Regions from separate parts of the Danio rerio genome. Here region 2 is linked to region 1. Evidence: chromatin contacts called from public Micro-C data. All regions are on one chromosome and are shown on one strand. The core of a region is the stretch at or near the end of the contact, and the rest is flanking DNA. Distances in the headings are between cores, read along the strand shown.

Evidence for each region. A called contact is a pair of places that touch in the nucleus more often than the background predicts.
Region 2: a Micro-C map of caudal fin shows a contact between it and region 1, with 3 times the contacts expected there. The contact joins the promoter of ipo8 here to the promoter of nopchap1 in region 1. A contact is called at or near these places in 1 of 18 Hi-C or Micro-C datasets (caudal fin) and 1 of 4 datasets of contacts at active chromatin or transcription factors (embryo).

The regions. Positions count from the first base shown.
Region 1 is chr4:9,612,644-9,617,344 of GRCz12tu, reverse strand. It overlaps nopchap1 (NOP protein chaperone 1), which reads left to right and starts at 2,388. Exons shown (of 4, transcript NM_001201412.1): 1 at 2,388-2,520; 2 at 3,466-3,537; 3 at 4,634-4,701. The coding sequence starts at 2,448. It overlaps slc41a2b (solute carrier family 41 member 2b), which reads right to left and starts at 1,794. Exons shown (of 17, transcript XR_012401816.1): 1 at 1,738-1,794.
Region 2 is chr4:9,923,266-9,927,862 of GRCz12tu, reverse strand. It overlaps ipo8 (importin 8), which reads right to left and starts at 3,083. Exons shown (of 25, transcript NM_001044334.2): 1 at 2,943-3,083; 2 at 1,200-1,281; 3 at 908-1,064; 4 at 665-823. The coding sequence starts at 3,026.

The sequences.
Region 1 (4,701 bases), core at 1,139-3,638:
GAAACAGCGCTTATAATGTTTAGTACACAATCTAAAACTTACTGACATCAAGTCTTTTGTGCAAAATACCTGGAACTAAGTTTCTGAATAATGTCAGTAATTATATTATAGGTGTATTTGGGGGGTGGGGGACAAAGGATAAATGTGGAGTTATTTGAAGAAATAAAGACAATTTGGAAAACTTAAAAAAAAAAATAAGTAAAAAACTTTAACTTTAAGATTTTTTATATACGGATGGGGGGGGGGGGTGCAAGGTAATTGTGGAGTTACAATTTAAATATCTGGAAAAATAAAGTAAATTTGAAGAACATTTAGATTATATTTTAAGTAAAAAAATTAACTTTAAGATTACAATTTAGTAAAGTGAAAATGCTAAAAAATAAAATAAATCATATATAAACGATAAAAGAAACTAAAGCAAAACAGAGCACAGCCAAATCAACACAGGAATGTTTATGAATTAATCTGTTAGAGTGAAGTTATAATGTTCAGTACACAATATAAAACTTACTGACGTCAATTCTTTTGTGCAACAAACCTGGGTTTAAGTTTCTGAACAATGTAGGTAATAATTGTATATGAGTATTTGGCAGGAAAATGCAGGATAATTGCAAAGTTACAAATAAAATATGTGGAAAAATAAAGTAAATTTGAAGAACATTTGTATATTTTTTAAGTAAAAAAACTGTAACTTTAAGTTTACAATTTAATAAAATGAATGCTGAAAAACAAATAAATCAAACACAAATAATAAAAGAAACTTAAGCAAAAAAGAGCACAGCCAAATCAAAACAGGAATTTTATGAATGCATCTGTTAGAAAGAGGTTATAATGTTTAGTAAACCATCTTAAACTTACTGACATCAATTATTTTGAGCAACAAACTTAAGTTTCGGAATAATGTCAGTAATATTTTCATGTGTATTTGGGGGGCATTGCATGATAATTGTGAAGTTATAAGTAACAAACTTAAGCTTTAGGATTACAATTTAATAAAGTTAAAATGCTAAAAAAAATATCTCGACAAATAAAAACAATTTGAAACACTTTAACATTTATATTATTTTTTAAGTAAAAACTATTCCTTTAAGATTGCAATTTAATAAAGTGACAATGCTAAAAATAAATATATCACTACTAGAAATGTTACATTACAAATAATAAATAAATAATCTATAACAAGATGAAGCAGTGTTTCCTAATATTATCAAACAGTCACATCAATAAACAACACATACTGAATCACATGCAAATGTTTGTAAACAAAGTCAATGGAACAATATAAGCTTTCAGAAACCAGAACGAAGATACACAAACACATACGATATTGTTATCAGAAAAAAAACTTAACCAATACATTTCAAAAACTAAACCTATACATTTTATAGGACTTGAGATATTTTAATGTATTATGTATGTGATGCAGAGGCAGGAAGAGGACGGACTGTATTTTCAGTTTGACAAACTATAAGAACAAACCAGCTTTGTGAAGGTTATATGCCTTATGGTTACCAAAACCTACTTAATTATAGGTCTACTACACCTGTGCGTAGTTGACTTGTGTGTTGGAATCATCTCAAAGCATCCTAAATATTCTCCAGCTGACTGAGAGTCAACATTAACAATTCATCAAATGAACTTCAAAGCCTGTCAAATTAAACCAGCGCTTTATTTAACGTGTGTTAGACGTTATTAAACTCTTCGAATGGTGTAAAGATTACAGCTGAATATATTTACCGTGGTATTTTCCGCTCCGTCGAAGCGAGTTTTTGCTTCTTCCCTAAACGTCGGACTGGAGCTCTGTGACAGCGGCTGCACGTCATCAATGCCGTGCACTGCGACAGCCGCGGGAGCGAGCGTGCACTTCAAAATAAAAGTTTTTAAATTAAAAAAAGAAAAGTCTTATAAATAATGTCAAATAATGGGAGGTTTTAGATCTACAATATTGGACAATAATTGACCAATTTTTATTAAAAACTATTTATTACATGGCAAAACTCTTTTGTTTTTTTAAATACAATACATTTAAATATTTATAATTATGTTCATCTCTTAGAAAGAAGGGCACGTTGTCAAACAAGTACGACGAGGTGAATACCAGTGAGGTCATCCTGTGTAATTAGGTCAAATTGTCAAAATAGTAACAAGAAAAACAAGTCATGTCCATGCAAATACAGCCATACCTTTTTATAATACAGCCATACGTTTAATAATTTAGGCATTTAAGATACTACAGTTGAGCAATTGTAATTTTAGCTAGAATTAATACAATACAGTAAAGTGTTTTAGGGTGTTTTATCTGTTATTTTAATGACTATTATGATTATAAGGCACGTACACCCAAAACTCCAGAGGGCGCTAGAGGAAGCTCGACCCTTCAACACGGAAGTTATTATGTTGTAAACACATGGGGATACTAGAAAGTTTGTGCATGTGAGGGAATAAACATGGCTCAAACACAAAACTGTACCAAAAAAGCAACCTCTTCTAAGGACTTGCTGACTTGTGGCAATGGAAAAGGTGAGACATTCTTTAAAGAAAAAAGACATGATTTTACGCTAAGTTAGCTAGTTTAACGTTACAAATGAAGATAAATTCGTTTACTGTCTTGTATGGATTTGCTTTTGCGTTTGGTATGTTATTATTAATAAGCGATTTGTATATTTTCACGTGTCTAATTGTAATTGTTAACTGTTAAAGTAAAATGTAAGATTGTCTAACTTATTCAGATGTGCAGGAATTAAACCTAACATAGTCCTGATATGAACTCAAGTGTATTCGTTGTGGAAATCGATATAAATATATACATAAAATCTATTCAGATTGTAAAAATATAAGTGAATTGTTTATTTAATTGACATTAATCTATATATTTTACATGTGATTCTTTTTATTTACTTATTTGCATCATAGCCAAATATGATTTTGGACTCAAAAGATATACATTTTGGCTTTTAGCTAATACAGAGCCTAAAATACCGGATGATATTTCATATCTTTAACTCCTCAAGGTATTCATGCTGAACAACAGCATCATGAACGTTCAGTGAACAATCATTTTCAGTCATTATTGTGGTTAATTGGCACATTCTTCAGTGACAACTTGTGATCTGCTCCCTATATTTATACTTTGAATATTTGGTCTGAAATCACATGTGAGAATGACTTCAAAACAACATTAGCACTATTGAAATTGACTGTGAACAATGTTGTATGTTGATAGTCATCGGCTGCTGGTATGATTTCACTATTTAGAATTGACAAATAATACTTCTCTGAAATGATATTAAGGAGAAAGGCAGAATGTGTGAACATAAAACCAACTTTACCTTAATTCAGTCATTGTGTCAAAGAATGCCTTTTATTTCACATTCAAGCTATATTTCAGATTAATTATTTTTTAACTTTTATAATTTTTGCATTGTATAATGTCATTTAAAATAAATTATAAACTGCCATCTCCAGGAATCCACGAGAAACTGTTATTGAACTCTAAAGGTGCTTCCCTGAAAACGGAAAGAGTTTCCAGAAGTAATGGTAAGTACATTCATGTCATCAACTCTCTCTCTCTCTCTCTCTCTCTCTCTCTCTCTCTCTCTCTCTCTCTCTCTCTCTCTCTTTGTATATATACAACTTGTGTGTTTGTATATATACATAAACACACACACACATATATATGTGTGTGTGTGGGTGTATGTGTATATACACACAGACACACACATATTCAACATATATATGTATTTGCAGTTATTTATGACATTTCTAATGCTATATTTAATGCATAACCAGTATAATGAGATTATGCATGTAACTCAAAGACTTTTGGTGTCCACATCAACTTATTCATTCATTTTCCTTCGGCTTGGTCCCTTTATTTATCAGGGTTTGCCACTGCAGAATGAACCACCAACTTATCCAGTATATGTTTTTCACAGCAGATGCCCTTCCAGCTGCAACCCAGCACTGGGAAACACCCAAACACTCTTGCATTCACACTCATACACTACATCCAATTTAGTTTATTCAGTTTACCTATAGCGCATGCCTTTGGACTGTGGGGGAAACAGGAGGAACACGGGGAGAACATGCAAACTCCACACAGAAATGCCAACTGACCCAGCCAGGGCTCGAACCAGCGACCTACTTGCTGTGAGGTGACAGTGCTGAGCCACGTGTCCCCCATCACAATTATTACATTTCCAAAAGTGATCATCAATACATAGAAAGCATATATTAAATTTATACTCATTTATTCACTTATATAAAAGGAAAAAAATATCATACGACATATCGATGTGTAGATTTAAAATGATCAATGTTTTTTTTTTTTTGACAATACAGTTTTGTCAAAAGAAATTTTTTAAAGTTTTGAAGGATGTGGCTAAATTTAAAACTATAGTAAATTAATAACTATAGTTATGATTTAGTATAAGTAATATGATTAGTATTTTGAATATCTCATCAAATATTTAACTTCTTGTTGGTTTATTATTTAAATTCTTGTAAAAATGTATGACAGACACTTTTTAAACTCTTAAATCTTACAATTTGAATCTAATGAAATGACCTTTCATGCTACAAAGCGGCTTTTCCACTCATATAACATATAAATTGTGTGTTTTTTTTGTGCTAGTCTTGGACCGATTGCAGAATTTCCTTCCCCAAATGGCTCAGGCTAACGAGTCTTTAAGGCAGCAGATG
Region 2 (4,597 bases), core at 1,834-4,333, 310 kb before region 1:
CATACATTTTTTTAAATGTATAGCTGCGTCCCAAATCGCATGCTTATGCACTGTTCTACGCCATTTTGTAGTATAAATAGTGTGTTTACACTAAAAACTCTATAAATAGTTAAGTGCACTTTAATTACCTGGATGATGCACTCATTTAGCCGCTAAAATGAAGTGTGCAATGATGGACACTTCACGCACTCAACGACCGCAGTTTTGCTCACGTAGCGGAAGGGGCGGAGCTATCGGGCGCATATGTTGGATACCTTTATTTATTTTGGATAGTAAAAGCAAAATTCTCCTACGAGAGGGATCATAGCGCCTCCCGATGGAGAATGCGGTTATACTCACGGCAGGTATTATTTGATAATTCGGTTGTTTATTTCACTGAAAAGGCAACCGTCAAACATCATTAGGGAGACGGTTTGAATTTCCGCTTAGTAAAAAAACATTAGTGTGCCATTTGGGACGATACTACATACATATACTATCCTGTTGAGTGTGTAAGTGCATAAGTACATAGTGCATGAGTGCATAGTGTGCCATTTGGGACGCAGCTTATGTGTTTTTAACCTTGGATGGATGCAAATGTATTTTAGGACACCTTCATAACAATCACGGGAACTTTTACAACAACAAATCCTCAAGAGAGTCAAAAGTGTCGTGTTTCACTCACTCATAGTTTTTGACGAGCTGGTAAAGTGCGAGCAGACTGCCGTACCAGCTGCCACTGTTCTGCGACTGCAGATACAGGTTAATCTTGTCCACTACACCCGTCCACCGGCCAGGAAAATCATGCTTTATTATGGCCCGCAAGCATACTGTTAACTGAGCCCTGCCAAACAACAACAACAAAAAAAGAGAGTTAATTTTTAGGTTCTAACGACTGTCATTATGAAATGAAAACATTGTGACTTGCCTTATGGACTCAGGGCAACGAATAATGGCCTCCACCATGTTTTCTCGGATCTGTCCGCGGTCATTTTCATGGATGTTGAAGGGAAACACCACCTCTCCCAGTGTAGGCTCCCGGTCCTGCCAGTACTGACTCACCATGTTCTTCAGGTAGATGGCAGCTGGAGGATGAATGTGACGTCATTGGTTATTTCATCCAATCAAAATTGACCATTGGTAAAGGGGAAGATCTCGACCCTGAACGATTCAATTGGGAAGGGGATTGTGACTGGCTGTAGGAAAAGAGAGGTTCTTACCTGCCTGTCGCACGGGAAACTCCACCTGCTCCGACACTATGATCTGTAGAAGAGTTGGGGCGAAGTTGATGATCTTGTAGGACTGAAAAAAAAAGAGACATTTTTTTTTTTACAAGAGAATAATAGTTTTTATTTTTATAAGCAAAATCAATCTACAAAGCTCAGGGATTTCTCTTTATATACATGTTTTCTCAAATACCAATGCAACGTGGCACCAAAATTATTAAAATATTGTTGATCTATGATGGTTCAATTCACCAAAAGCCAATCATTCAATTCAGATAAGCCAAAATAGCACAAAGAAAGCACAGGATATTATTTTTTCTTTATAATAAGTATGACTAAGAACTTATTAGATGTCAGAAATGTAATGCAATGAACTAATAAAGTTAATTTCTGCCAAAATAAAAATGCAATTGCGGAAAACAGACACTGATGTCAAATAGACTGTGGATCTTAGAAGTTTGCAACTGTATACCATTGGAGAAAATCACATATTCTTTCAGAGGAAAAGATGAACTATTAAAAAAATTTGGAATCCATTTTTTTATTATTTTAAAACAGTACCACATGATTTGATTTGACTAAAAAACTAAAAGTTTATCTTCATTAATTAATCCTGTATCTCCTCCCTTTTTATTTATTTATTTTTATTTTATCTATTCATTTTTACATGCCGTGTGCGTGTGTGCTTTATTTCAGTTGTTTGCTGCTTAGTTTCGATGTTCTGTATTGTTATTATTTAAAAAAAGCAAAATAAATAAATATATAATTCAAAAATTTTATTGCACCATTGATCTCACAATTCAAACTTTTTTTCCCTCATTTGTAATTTTTGTATGTATGTATTTACGTAATCGAATTAAAAAATGATCTCATCTCAACTTTCCCAGTGATGAACTTGAAAAATTGTCACTTCAAGAATGTCAGCACTGAGATCAAATCTGACAATGAAAACTACATTTTGAGGTAACATTTTTGTGAATTTTTTACACAACTTTGACTAACCCAAAAAATTTCAGGTTATAATCTGGCAAATGAGATTTAATATCAATATTCATCACAATTCTGTGAAAAAAAATAATTGTTTCAGCATTGATTTCATTCATTTTCCTTTGGCTTAGTCCCTTATTCATCAGCAGAATGAACTACCAACTATTCCGGCATATGTCAATGATATTTGGTTTTTGGCCCTTCATATGAAAAACTTTGGGCTCCCCTGATGTAAACAACAAGCACATCCACTCTCTAACACACAAGCTCTTCTAAAACAGAACTGCCTTCAACAATGCCTCTGCAGAGTAGGAATTGCACAGAATTGCATCAGTGGAAGCTGCAGAAATAATGATTTACATGCAGGAGAATCAGGACACAATGAACAACCATGTCACATTATAACATCACATCCCCAAATTGACTAACAGGAAAACTATAAATGAAGACTGAGACACTTAAATTTTGGATATAACCTAAATTAAGTCATTTTATTCATGTAAAGCGACTATATTCATAATTTAGTCCACAAGGATCAATAGTCGGCATCTCATTCTGCTGTTGAACAATGATGCCGTTGATTCACTGCAACTAGTGGGCACCCTTAACAGTAAACAAAGCGTTAATAGGGACGAAAGCAGACTATTATTCAGCTTTATAAATTAAAAATCAGGCCACAAACACTGAAGGCATCTTTTAGCGCTTCTGTTCCCCAAAGAAACAACAAACTTCTCCAGACGGAAAACTGACCTGGTTGAGTTCATTCTCAGCCGCGAGCCTGAGATTGGGGTCTATGGTGCCCTTCAGAGCCTGTATGATTCGATTGGGATCCATGAGGGCCGAAGAGGTGGATGAATTTCAATAAACTTTGGACTATCGGACAGATGCGCGGACGATCTGATGCCTCAGATCTTACAGGGAGCCCTGCCCCAGTCTGCCGTCAAGCGACTGTCAGCGTCGCAAAAGAACAAAGCCAAAGCGGAGCGTTTGCAGCAGAGGCTGGCGTGACAAAAAATTAAAGGGACCTCATACACAATATAGTTCTTAAATATATCAATATAAAGAACTGTCCTTAGCTAATTTATTTATTTATTTTTATTGCAATAATAACAGTACATTACAACAAATACAAAACTGAAAGAAGTATGGTACAATCAATTGAAATATTACTTTTAGAAAAAAGTAGAATGTAAGAAATTTACTTAAATCATTTTATTTCATACACTTCTATATTATAGGGTATATGCACAAAGACTTTTATTTTCAGCGGGTGCAGGATTATATTTCCCCAAAACTGTCACGGTTACTGTTAAAAAATGAACAAATGCGTGAATAAAAATCAAACTTCACCTCAGTAAAGCTGGTTAGTGGAAAAGCACATTTACTTATGTTTTGTTATTAAACTAAATAAAAATTAGATTAGTGAAAAAGCAGTGCCAAAAACTGAAATAACCCGTTATCTTTTTACATTACACTTATGTTAACAAGCCCACAAGTGACTTTTCATTTTCAATTGTGCTGGCTGATCCTCGTACATCAATTGTTTTCATGTCTTTTTACACTTGAACATCTAAACGAATGCTCAGGTCTATTTAACCGACTATATTATTAATGCTGTAAAAGGTATTCCATTGCCAATTGGACTTTTTAGTGGCTGAACAACACTTCCATGCATATACCCCCATTCATAAACAAGAACACAGTCTACATCAGCTTTGCATGGCTAAAATAGTTTTAAAACATACCTGTCTAAAAGTAATATTTCAGCCATGGTGTCACCCTTCAGGTTATTGTTTTGAACTGCAAACGTAAGGCACTGACAGATAAAAAAATAAAAATAAAATAAATATATAATAATAAATAAATAAATGAATAAATACATTAAATAATAATAAATAATAAATAAAATAAATAATAATAAATAAATAAATAAATAAACTAATAAATAAATAATAACAAAATAATAATGAATGAATGAATAAATAAATAAATAAATTAATTAATAAATAATAAATAAAATAAATAATAATAAACAAACAATGAATAAATAAATAAATTAATTAATTAATAAATAATAAATAAAATAAATATTCAACAAATAATTTAAAAAATAATAAAAATAAATAAATAAATAAATATAAATAAATAAATACATAAATTAATTAATTAATAAATAATAAATAAAATAAGTAAATAATAATAAATAAATAAACTAATAAATAAATATTCAACAAATAAATTAAAAAATAATATAAATAAATAAATAAATAAATAAATAAATAAAAATAAATAAATAAATAAATAAATGAACATTTTAATAATTTAAATTCTCTCCTTCTTAAGAGAAACTTAAGGCACTGACAGATAAACTTGATGGAAACAGAAAAATCATCAGTAATGCACCA